Linked DNA regions of Sus scrofa: region 1 is linked to region 2. A link is a contact called in public Hi-C data. All regions are on one chromosome and are shown on one strand. The core of a region is the stretch at or near the end of the contact, and the rest is flanking DNA. Distances in the headings are between cores, read along the strand shown.

Region 1 (4,631 bases), core at 429-2,928, 260 kb after region 2:
CTTAGCTAACGTTTTCCAGCTCATTCACAACCAAAATGGATCTGTTCCCAAAGAGCAAATTCAAAATCCTCACTTGATGCGTGCGATCTCATACCAGGAAAGTAAGTATTATTAACACAATGACTACCCCTCGCTTGGATGCATGCAATGTGCTTAGAGCATTCAGTTACCTGCCCTCGATCTCCTGGATCAGCAGCAGTACAGCCAGGATTCAAATGTAGGTCTGGCTAATACTTCAGTCATTCAGTGATTCATTCAACAAATACTTGAGTGTCGATAGCAGGACACTGGGACTAAGTCACCCGCCGTTCCTGCCCTCAGAGAGCTCACTTTTATTGGTAGAGGAAAAGGGGGCATACCGAGTGCTATTACCTAGTTTGGGGGTTCAGGGAAACTGAGTTCTAAAGGGTGAGTATGAATGAACTAGCAAGGGGATGGAGGTGTAAGTGGGAAGAAGGTGCCAGTCTAGGAGGGCGTCCTGGTGTGGGAAGGCCCTTGGCAAGTCCAGGAACGATGCAGCTGGAGCCTGGAAGATGGAGAAGCAGTGGGCAAGATGAGGCTGGTGAGGGAAGGCCAGTGGGATGGGCAGGGCCAGACCGTGCAGGGGCTTGTCAGCTGCAAGATTTCAGAGGCTTAGATATAATGGGAAGCCAAAGAGGTGGTTTTTTTTTTTTTTTTTTTTTTTTAACCTGAGTGTTTTTTAACATTTTCTTGTGTTTTAAAAGATCACTAACTAAGGGAGAGGGAAGAAATTAGAGGAGTCAAGGATTGCAGCACAGAGGCCAAATAGGAGGCTAGTGCAATAATCCAGGTGGCGTGATGGCAGCTTGGCCAAGGGTGGTAGAAGAGGAAAGAGAGAAGTCTCATATTCAAGAGCTATTTGGGAGGCAGGACAATGTAGCAGTGTGGCTAGAGTTCAGGCCATGCGGTCACATTCAAGTCTGAACCCCACCACCCACTCTCAGAGTGCAGTGCAGTGTTTATGGATGTGGCCCCTGGGGAGTTCTTGGGTTTGCATCCTGGTTATGTGTCCTTGGGCAGGGGTGCACCAGCTCCTTGTCCCAACACACACACACACGGCCATTACCTAACCACAGAGCTGGATGGCACTCAGGTGCCTTTGCGTTTTTTACAGTTCAGACCTGGCTACATGCTCACCCCCTTCCCAGTCCTGCAGGATTTCTGGAAGCACATCCTTAAGCAACTTTCGTGGTGTTGAGGAGATGGAATCTGAGGTGAGGAGTTAGAAAAAAATTCTAGAATCCTTGCAGCTTGTAAGTTTGGTCTGGATGACCACAAAACTGATGGCCTTTAAATTATTACAGTACAGAGCGTCAGAAAAAGCTTTGCTAAAGCAACGTGTGCTCAGCACTAACATAAAGATACACAGCCTGAGTGGCCACGTGGTTTGCATTATTCCTAAATTGGGTCCAAGGCAAACTTCCTGGAGAAAGTGTTCTATGGGTGGTGCCTTGGCACAGATTCTCCTGGCCCTGGCATGAGGGCACCCCACTCACAAGTCTGTCCAGTGACACTGGGGTGACAGCTGCCAGCAGTCTCCCATTTATTTTCAGGCCACTTTCCAACACTGCCCCATGCATGCACTTGCACCCCGGGTGCCCTCTCGGTGGTTATGGCCCGGGATCCCCTGCATTGTGCCCCCCACCCCAGGAGCTTCTCTCCTCACACATCTCTTTTTCCACAGCAGAAAACAGCCCGGCAGGTTGCTGACCTCACCCTCTGATTCATGCTCATCAGTCACGTGTTGGCCTTTTTTCTGTCCCTTTTTTCTAAAAAAACATATTCCACTCAGACTGGTTTCCTAGGAAACAAACCCTCAAAACAGAAATAGACCGGGTGGAAAAGAGAGTACTCCAAAAATTCCACTTAGCGGTGTTGAATAATGCGAACCCAATTAAGAGAAGCAGTCGTAAATTTAAGTGACGAAAACGTGTGGACTCTTTCTCTGTAGATTTTAAACTCATCTTTGGATCATGCCCTAAGGACAGCAACCGTTTTGAAACAAACTACTGATCAAATGATTAGAACTATTGCAGAAGATCTGGCCAAAGCGCAGAGATGGAGGAACCGACTGAAATACTAGTTTGACTCAAAGGCACCAAGGATTTTTTTTTTTTTTTGAATGCAGGGAAAGCTTGATTAGGCAACTTATGAAGATGAGTTTCCAGAGAAAAACTCCTTTGTGAGGGACACAAAGTGCTTAAATGAAGAAAATGGACCCGTGATTCTTAAAGATCGAAATCAACATGTATTTGTTTAAAAATAAACCTGTCATTCCTACCTCATAATAAGATAAATCAAAGCAATAAAATATACTTTTACCTACGAGTATGGCAAATACTCAAGTTTGAAAATCCCTGGCAGTGCCAGTGAGGATTGGGGAGACAGGAACTCTCGGACTGCTGCTGGAAGTACAAATTAGCGCCACCTTGTTACAAGGCACCTCGGTAACTGCCATCAAATGCTATGAATTCCAAGTGGCAATTCCACTGCTAGGACTTTGCTTTTAAGTAACTCATGCGACAGGAAGCAGTATGCAGGTGAGGACGGCCCCCAAGTGGAGCTAATCTAACACCCTATGTGATGATACACAAGCAACAGCGGTCATACTCTGCAGCCACGGAAAAGAATGAGGTGTATAATCTGTAAGACTGTGAAAAAAAGCAAGATGCCCAATAATGTATATAGTGTGACCTCATCTGTTTTTCAAAGAGTCTACGTACTTTCCGGAAAGATACACAAAACTATTCAGTGGACCCCCAGGAAGTGGAATTGGGAGTTTTGTGGGGAAGAGGGGGTCTTGACTTTTCATTTACTTTCTGGACTGTATGAAATTTTTACGATACACGTATACATTATTTAAAGATCTTCTGAAGTCAGAAATACGGAAAAACAGTAGTCTTAATGAAATTGGGACCCAAGTGAAGACAATTCGTTAAAACTGTGTGTATTAAGTGCATTAGCATTTTGTGGAGAACATAGGAACATGCTTCTGATAGGCTGGCTTAGGACTGCTGTGTGACCTCAACAACAGAGCAGCTGGTTGGTTACTGGCCCTGGTCCCTCTTTCCCGGGCCTCCATTCACTCCTGTTCCAACAGAAGCTTCCCAAGCCCCAGAGCTCTGCTTAGCGGTAAGGGGAGTTGAATCCATTTCTGCTTTGAAGATTTCTTTGGTGACCAAGGCAGCTGCGATTTGTCTAGCTGGCTGGAGAGTGAGTTATTTTTAACTTTGGGGCTTGGAAACTGGTTTAGGGTGCCTGGGAAGACATAAAGCAGGGGCCATTCAGAGGATACCTCGGACTGCGTGGCAAATTGTACTTTTAAGTTGTTGCTTTATGAGGAAGATAGTGAGGACTGGTAGCAGATTTTTTTTTTTCTTTTGTCATTTTAGGGCCACACCTGCAGCATATGTAGGTTCCCAGGCTAGGGGTCGAATCAGAGCTGCAGCCACCGGCCTACACCAGAGCCACAGCAATGCCAGATTCGAGCCGCATCTATGACCTACACCACAGCTCACGGCAACACCGGATCCTTAACCCAGAGTGAGGCCAGGGATCCCAGGGATCGAACCCTCATCCTCATGGATCCTACTTGGGTTCATAACCTGCTGAGCCACAATGGGAACTTCTGGTAGCATCGTTTTAAGAGAAAAAAGAAAGTCAACTATGCTTCAATAAAAGTAAGAGGAAAATGGAAGCCTAAATTCTATGTGCTAAGAGACCCAGATTCATCACAGATATAACTTTAATCACCAGCTGTTTTGGGGGCCATGCAGCACTATCCCGTGCCCAAGTTTAAAATCACACACTTCTCTGGCTTGAAGTGCTCTCAAATGACTCGTTAGTTCCTAACCTCTTTTGTGTTCAAACCTTTATGAGAATCTGATGAAAGTTACGGAGTCTCCCACCTCCCCCACACTCCCCTCTCCCATGGAAAGGTGACAGATGAACACGTACAATTTTGCACACAATTTTTAAAAGTTCATGGACACTTGAAGCAAATCCATGGAACCCAAGTTAGAAAGGACTGCCATTAAATGAATGGTCCTAGTCCCACATTTATTAACCATCATAGGAACTTACCATTGTAAGCATTCATGATTTAAAAACTTGGCCCATCTCTGCTTTCCTAAACCATATTCTAAATGTAATTTTACACTTCCTTGATGATTGAAGATCCTTATGAACAACCACTGCAACACGTCTAAACAAAGAAATAGAAATAGGACCATGTCCTTAAGGAATTCTAGGAAAGTGCTAGGCTCTGATTTACACGGAAACTTTTATATTTACTGTTTCTGTAGCCTTGGCTGTCTCCCCCCCCCCATGCCACTTTGTGTCAACTCTGCCACAACTTTCTTCTAATTCTGCTGGAACAATAAGTCAGAAGAACAGGCCTGTTAGGTAAAAGCCACTGTGTCTCTAATGCTGAGTCCAGGAGCTCAGCACTGAGGAGGGCTTTCGTGCTGAAAGGAAACACTCACAGTTTCTCCTATGCAGAGGCCTCTCCTGTAGCTGTGCTCTGGCTGCTGGAGGTGCCGAGCAGGACAGCAGGATGAGGTGGCACTGTTGGTGGGAGGCGTTTAGCATCTTGGCTTACTATTGCGTTT
Region 2 (4,767 bases), core at 1,836-4,335:
GCTCATGGCAATGCCAGGTCCTTAACCCACTGAGTGAAGCCAGGGATCGAACCCGTGTCCTTATGGATACTAGTTGGGTTTGTTAACCACTGAGCCACAATGGGAACTCCAGGCTGCTGTATTTTTGAGGTTGCATGCAATTTTTTTCCTCCTTACCTTCCTTCTCCGAACTGACTTCACTCTCCCCTGTTCTTCCCCATGTCATCTTCTAGAATCAAGATCCAGTTCCCTGGAGAATCTTTACCCCCTCCCCAGCCACCCCCCATCACTTCCCAAGCTAACATCAGACACTGGATCAACCCTAAGAAGGAGTCTATTCACAGCATCCAGGGATCCATAGGTAAGGGTGAGAAGACTGAAGGACCAAAGGCAGATGGGTGGTACAAGAGCTTTTCTAAAAGGATACGAGAGGAGTTCCTGTGGTAACGAACCTGACTCTCTGGGAGGACTCAGGTTCGATCCCTGGCCTCACTCAGTAGGTTAAGGATCTGGCCTTGGCCATGAGCTGCGGTGTAGGTCACAGATGAAGCTTGGATCCCTCGTTGCTGTGGCCAGCAGCTATAGCTGATTCGAGCCCTAGCCTGGGAACTTCCATGTGCCGCAAGTGCTGCCCTAAAAAGACCAAAAAAAAAAAAAAAGAAAAAGAAAAAGAAAAAGAAAATCAGGGAGTTGAGGTGATTGGTTATTAGGAACATCAGGCGTAACTGAGAGTCTGGGAACAGCAGTGATTAAGATGGCACTTAATACCAGGGGACATGCTGACCAGAGAGCTAGAAGTAAATTCAGTTTTTCAGAGCCTCTTCATCAGCCTTACGTCTAGGAGGCAAAAATATTCAGCAAAAGACAAACCTGAGAGTGGAAGACCTATCGCTAACCTCCCATCAGCCCTCTCTGTGCCAGGTTCTGCCATGGTTAGAACCGTCTCCATAGTGCCCATAAACGTATGGGTGGTGACAGGTTCTCAGAAAAGGCAGAGCGTCTGAAATTCACAGCCCACTCCTTCTCTCTTCTCCACAGTGTCCCCCCACACTGCAGCTACCAACAGAGGTTATTCCCGGAAGAATGACGGTGGCTTTTTCTCCACCTAAGTGTTGACAGGCCCCAGACTAATTAATCGTGTGGGACATCCTTCGCCCGCCTACATTAAAGAGGTTTGTGTAAGACGAAGCCGTTGTGTGTTATCCACAGACTGCAAGGTGCCACTTGACTACTCTTGAAATATGGACATTTCTCAACTTCCAGAAACTAGTCCTGGTGGGCATATTTGCAACTCAGAAAGTGATCTTGCCAAAAAGATACAGATCTAGGACAAAACAGCACTGTTTTTGGCAGGAGACAGGGATTCACATTTTGTCAGCTGGAGTCAATCCAACCAACAGATATCACCCATTCGACATTTCTTGCAAACCTTTATGTGTCTGGCACTAAGTGTTGGGGAAACAATGAGCTTATAAACACTGTAATTTTAGTAGCACTAACATTCATGCTGAGGTCAGACTTAACTGATTTCAGACCTCCTGGATTTAGTCACCTGATGGATTCTACCTTCCCATGAGGACTCTATCTTCCTGGTGCTGGCTCCTTGCCATTGTTCATTCTCTTCCCTCTGCTACTTTTTGCCTGGGAGTCAATTCCCTTTTCTCTGCCTTGATTTGTGCTGTGATATATAGCCCCCTAGTCTTAGAAACAGGACTCAACAATCTGGTGCTGGGGTCTAAAGGTACCTAAAAACTGATGCATTAATGTGGCTTCTTAAATCACCAAGTAACTCACAGGAACCTGCTGTTAGAATGAGCAAGAAATGGCAGACCGGAGTTCTCGTCTTGGCTCAGTGGTTAACGAACCTGACTGGCATCCATGAGGACTCGGGTTTGGTCCCTGGCCTTGTTCAGTGGGTTAAGGTTCTGGCATTGCCGTGAGCTGTGGTGTAGGTTGTAGACTCAGCTCAGATCCTGAGTTGCTGTGGCTGTGGCGTAGGCCGGTGGCTACAGCTCTGATTTGACATGGGAACCTCCACATGTCACTGGTACAGCCCTAAAAGACAAAAAAGAAAGAAAAAAAGAAATGGCAGACCTTTTAGAATTATTGTACTAAGTTCCCATTTCTCTTCACCTCCCCTTTTTTTTGGCCACCTGGTGGCATGTGGAGTTCCCTGGGCCAGGGATCCGATTCCAGCCACAGTTGTAACCTAAGCCACAGGCAACAGGGGCCAGGGATCAAACCTTGGTCCCAAGGCTCCCAAGATGCTGCCAATCCCATTGTGCCATAGCAAGAACTCCAGGTTCCCATTTCTAAGCCTAGACAGCATACGCATTGCTGAATAATTCAGATATAAAAGGGCTTCTTCCTGGTACTCAGGTGCAGGGCCCTTAAATCACCAACCCATCACAGCCCCTCTTCCCCAGAGATACTCCAGTCTATTCAGTGGCAATATTGTTTCAGTTCTCATTATTTAGAATGGCTCTGGTTCATCACCTCACGTGGGTTGATAACATCAAATTTATTATTGCCATCCATGCATGGCAGCTTTTAAAAATACAGATTCCTAGACGTCCCTGATAATTCTAATTCAGTAAATCTGGTTGCGGGTCCCTGGAATCTGAGTTCTAATAAACTCTCCAAATTCTCTTAGGGATATACACACATCTAGACATGCATGTAAACCTCTATCCCTTTGCGGCAGGCACTGTAGAGTGCCTTTATACCCGGGGCACCAGTGTTGGCACCATACAAAAGAATCATCGTTGCAAGGCGGGCCTAAAGAAAAGGAGGCGGCTAGGGAAGAAAAAAAGCTGCAGCAGGAACAAGGCCTCCGTCGACGTTTAGCTTCCGCTCCCGCAGGCGGGGAGATGGCTCATTCAACCTCCACCAGCGGCCCGGGGCCGCCGACCGTTGACACGTTAGCCCCAACGCCGCGGGCTGCCGTGCACTGGAGCCGGGCTCAGATCAGAATCGCCTCGATAATCAGCGGCCCGGGACGAGCCCGGCCTCGTCTATCTGATCAATTCATCACGTCTGAGCGCCGGGCCCCGTAGGCTCGGCTCCGGGACCGCGGCGTTGCCACCGCCCATTGGGCCTCGCTGCACAGCGCCCCAAGAAAAGGGCTTCGCAGGAGGTGAGCCTTTCATTTCGGGTCGGCCCGGCGGGGCTGGAGTCACAACCCGATCAAATAAGATCAAGGTGTAGGCCGGGGGAGGGGCACGGGGGCGGGAGCACGCACTCGCCTTGCACGCACCACGCGCACTCACATTCACGCATCCACTCACACATTCGGCCCGCACGCGCCTTCCACGCAACTCCTCATCACAGCACACTGCAACCTCACCCCCGGCCGCTCTCCCTCCGGTTCCGGAGCGGAAGTCTGCACCCTCCTTTAAACCCTCTGCACGCCCTACCCCGCCCCGGAGGATTCTGAGAGGAACCATCCAGCACAGGCCTTCCCCGTGTGCGCACTTTGCTGCCCTCGCGTGGCTCGGAGGGGAACCCAGGGCCCAGGTAAAGGCGGAACAAGTTCCCACAAAACTGAATCGTGAATGCCTTTTGATCTTTGTGCAGCTACATATTTATAATCCATATCTATAGCTTTTCTTTGATCTTTGATCCAAGTACTGGATATAAGATGATTCAATCTCCGGAGGTCTCTAAGTGAATGATTCCTTTCCCAGGGAGAAGGCAATTCCTGGTCATTACCAACATCAACTTCCCAGGAGCTCCTCCAAAGGACGAAGGCAAACATCATTTTACCAAAGACAAAGGTGAGCACAGATTACTGAAATCCAAGGACTAAGTAGTCAGACTAGCCTTGAAATGAATAAAGATAGGAAGGCATATCCTTATCTTCAGAGAGCCCTCCTGCCATCTGGAACTTGCTTTGGTAGTCATATTGCTGAATCGTTTACTTTCAAAGTCATTAAAACATCTTTCAAATTCCAGAATGATTTCAAAAAAAAAAAAAAAAAGGAACAACTATGTAAGTAGAATTAGTTCCTTTCACACCAGAGAGCACACGTTATAATATGGCCTTGTGCCATTGCCACCCAGCAGGTGGAATAAACAAATAGGGAGAAAGTATCCATTGTATTTGCCAGAATCCCACTGGCTCAAGGATTTTCTAGGTATGTGGCTGGGTAACCTGATAATCTCGCTTGAATGAATAAATTTATGGCTGGTGGTGGCAGATGATAATTGTTTTTTTTTTTTTTTTGTCTTTTGTTGTTGTTGTTGCTATTTCTTGGGCCGCTCCCGCGGCATATGGAGGTTCCCAGGCTAGGGGTCTAATCGGAGCTGTAGCCACCGGCCTACGCCAGAGCCACAACAATGTGGGATCTGAGCCGCGTCTACAACCTACACTACAGCTCACGGCAACGCCGGATCGTTAACCCACTGAGCAAGGGCAGGGACTGAACCCGCAACCTCATGGTTCCTAGTCGGATTCGTTAACCACTGCGCCACGACGGGAACTCCGGTAATTGTATTTTAATAGCAGTAGTAGGTGAAATGTATTGGGGGTGTGTTATTTGCATTATTTAATACGCCTCAAAAATGTATTTATATATATATATACACATACATACACACGAATATATATATGTAAATATGTGTGTGTATAAATGATTACACATATATCAGTTCTCTCAAAGGAGAGAGCTATGCCCTCATAGATTCTGAACTCTATCATACATTCAGTGACCATCACAGGGGGTTCACAGAACTGATGGCATTCACTAATGCAGACTAAAAGGTATACTATGGGCAGAACCCAGGGGA

The links. Hi-C and Micro-C count contacts between places; a contact is called where the count stands out from the background.
Region 1: a contact with region 2 is called in a Hi-C map of mesenteric adipose tissue, with 2.0 times the contacts expected there. The contact joins two enhancer-like sites. A contact is called at or near these places in 2 of 5 promoter capture datasets (fetal liver and liver), 9 of 47 Hi-C or Micro-C datasets (alveolar macrophages, embryonic fibroblasts, fetal skeletal muscle and 5 more) and 1 of 2 datasets of contacts at active chromatin or transcription factors (skeletal muscle).

What each region holds. Positions count from the first base shown.
Region 1 is chr4:111,226,018-111,230,648 of Sscrofa11.1, forward strand. It overlaps AKNAD1 (protein AKNAD1), which reads left to right. Exons shown (of 13, transcript XM_021090095.1): 11 at 20-101; 12 at 1,136-1,235; 13 at 1,973-3,457. The coding sequence ends at 2,104. Among named protein-coding and RNA genes, the nearest start is that of AKNAD1, 33 kb to the left of the region's middle. Within about 2 kb of position 1,679, at least 15 of the 83 cell types and tissues checked have an H3K27ac peak or open chromatin away from gene starts, as enhancers often do. A contact at or near this core is called in mesenteric adipose tissue, retroperitoneal adipose tissue and skeletal muscle, where this site is marked.
Region 2 is chr4:110,960,801-110,965,567 of Sscrofa11.1, forward strand. C4H1orf194 reads left to right here. Exons shown (of 4, transcript XM_021090091.1): 4 at 1,018-1,672. The coding sequence ends at 1,066. Among named protein-coding and RNA genes, the nearest start is that of TMEM167B, 8.3 kb to the right of the region's middle. Within about 2 kb of position 3,086, at least 63 of the 83 cell types and tissues checked have an H3K27ac peak or open chromatin away from gene starts, as enhancers often do. A contact at or near this core is called in mesenteric adipose tissue, retroperitoneal adipose tissue and skeletal muscle, where this site is marked.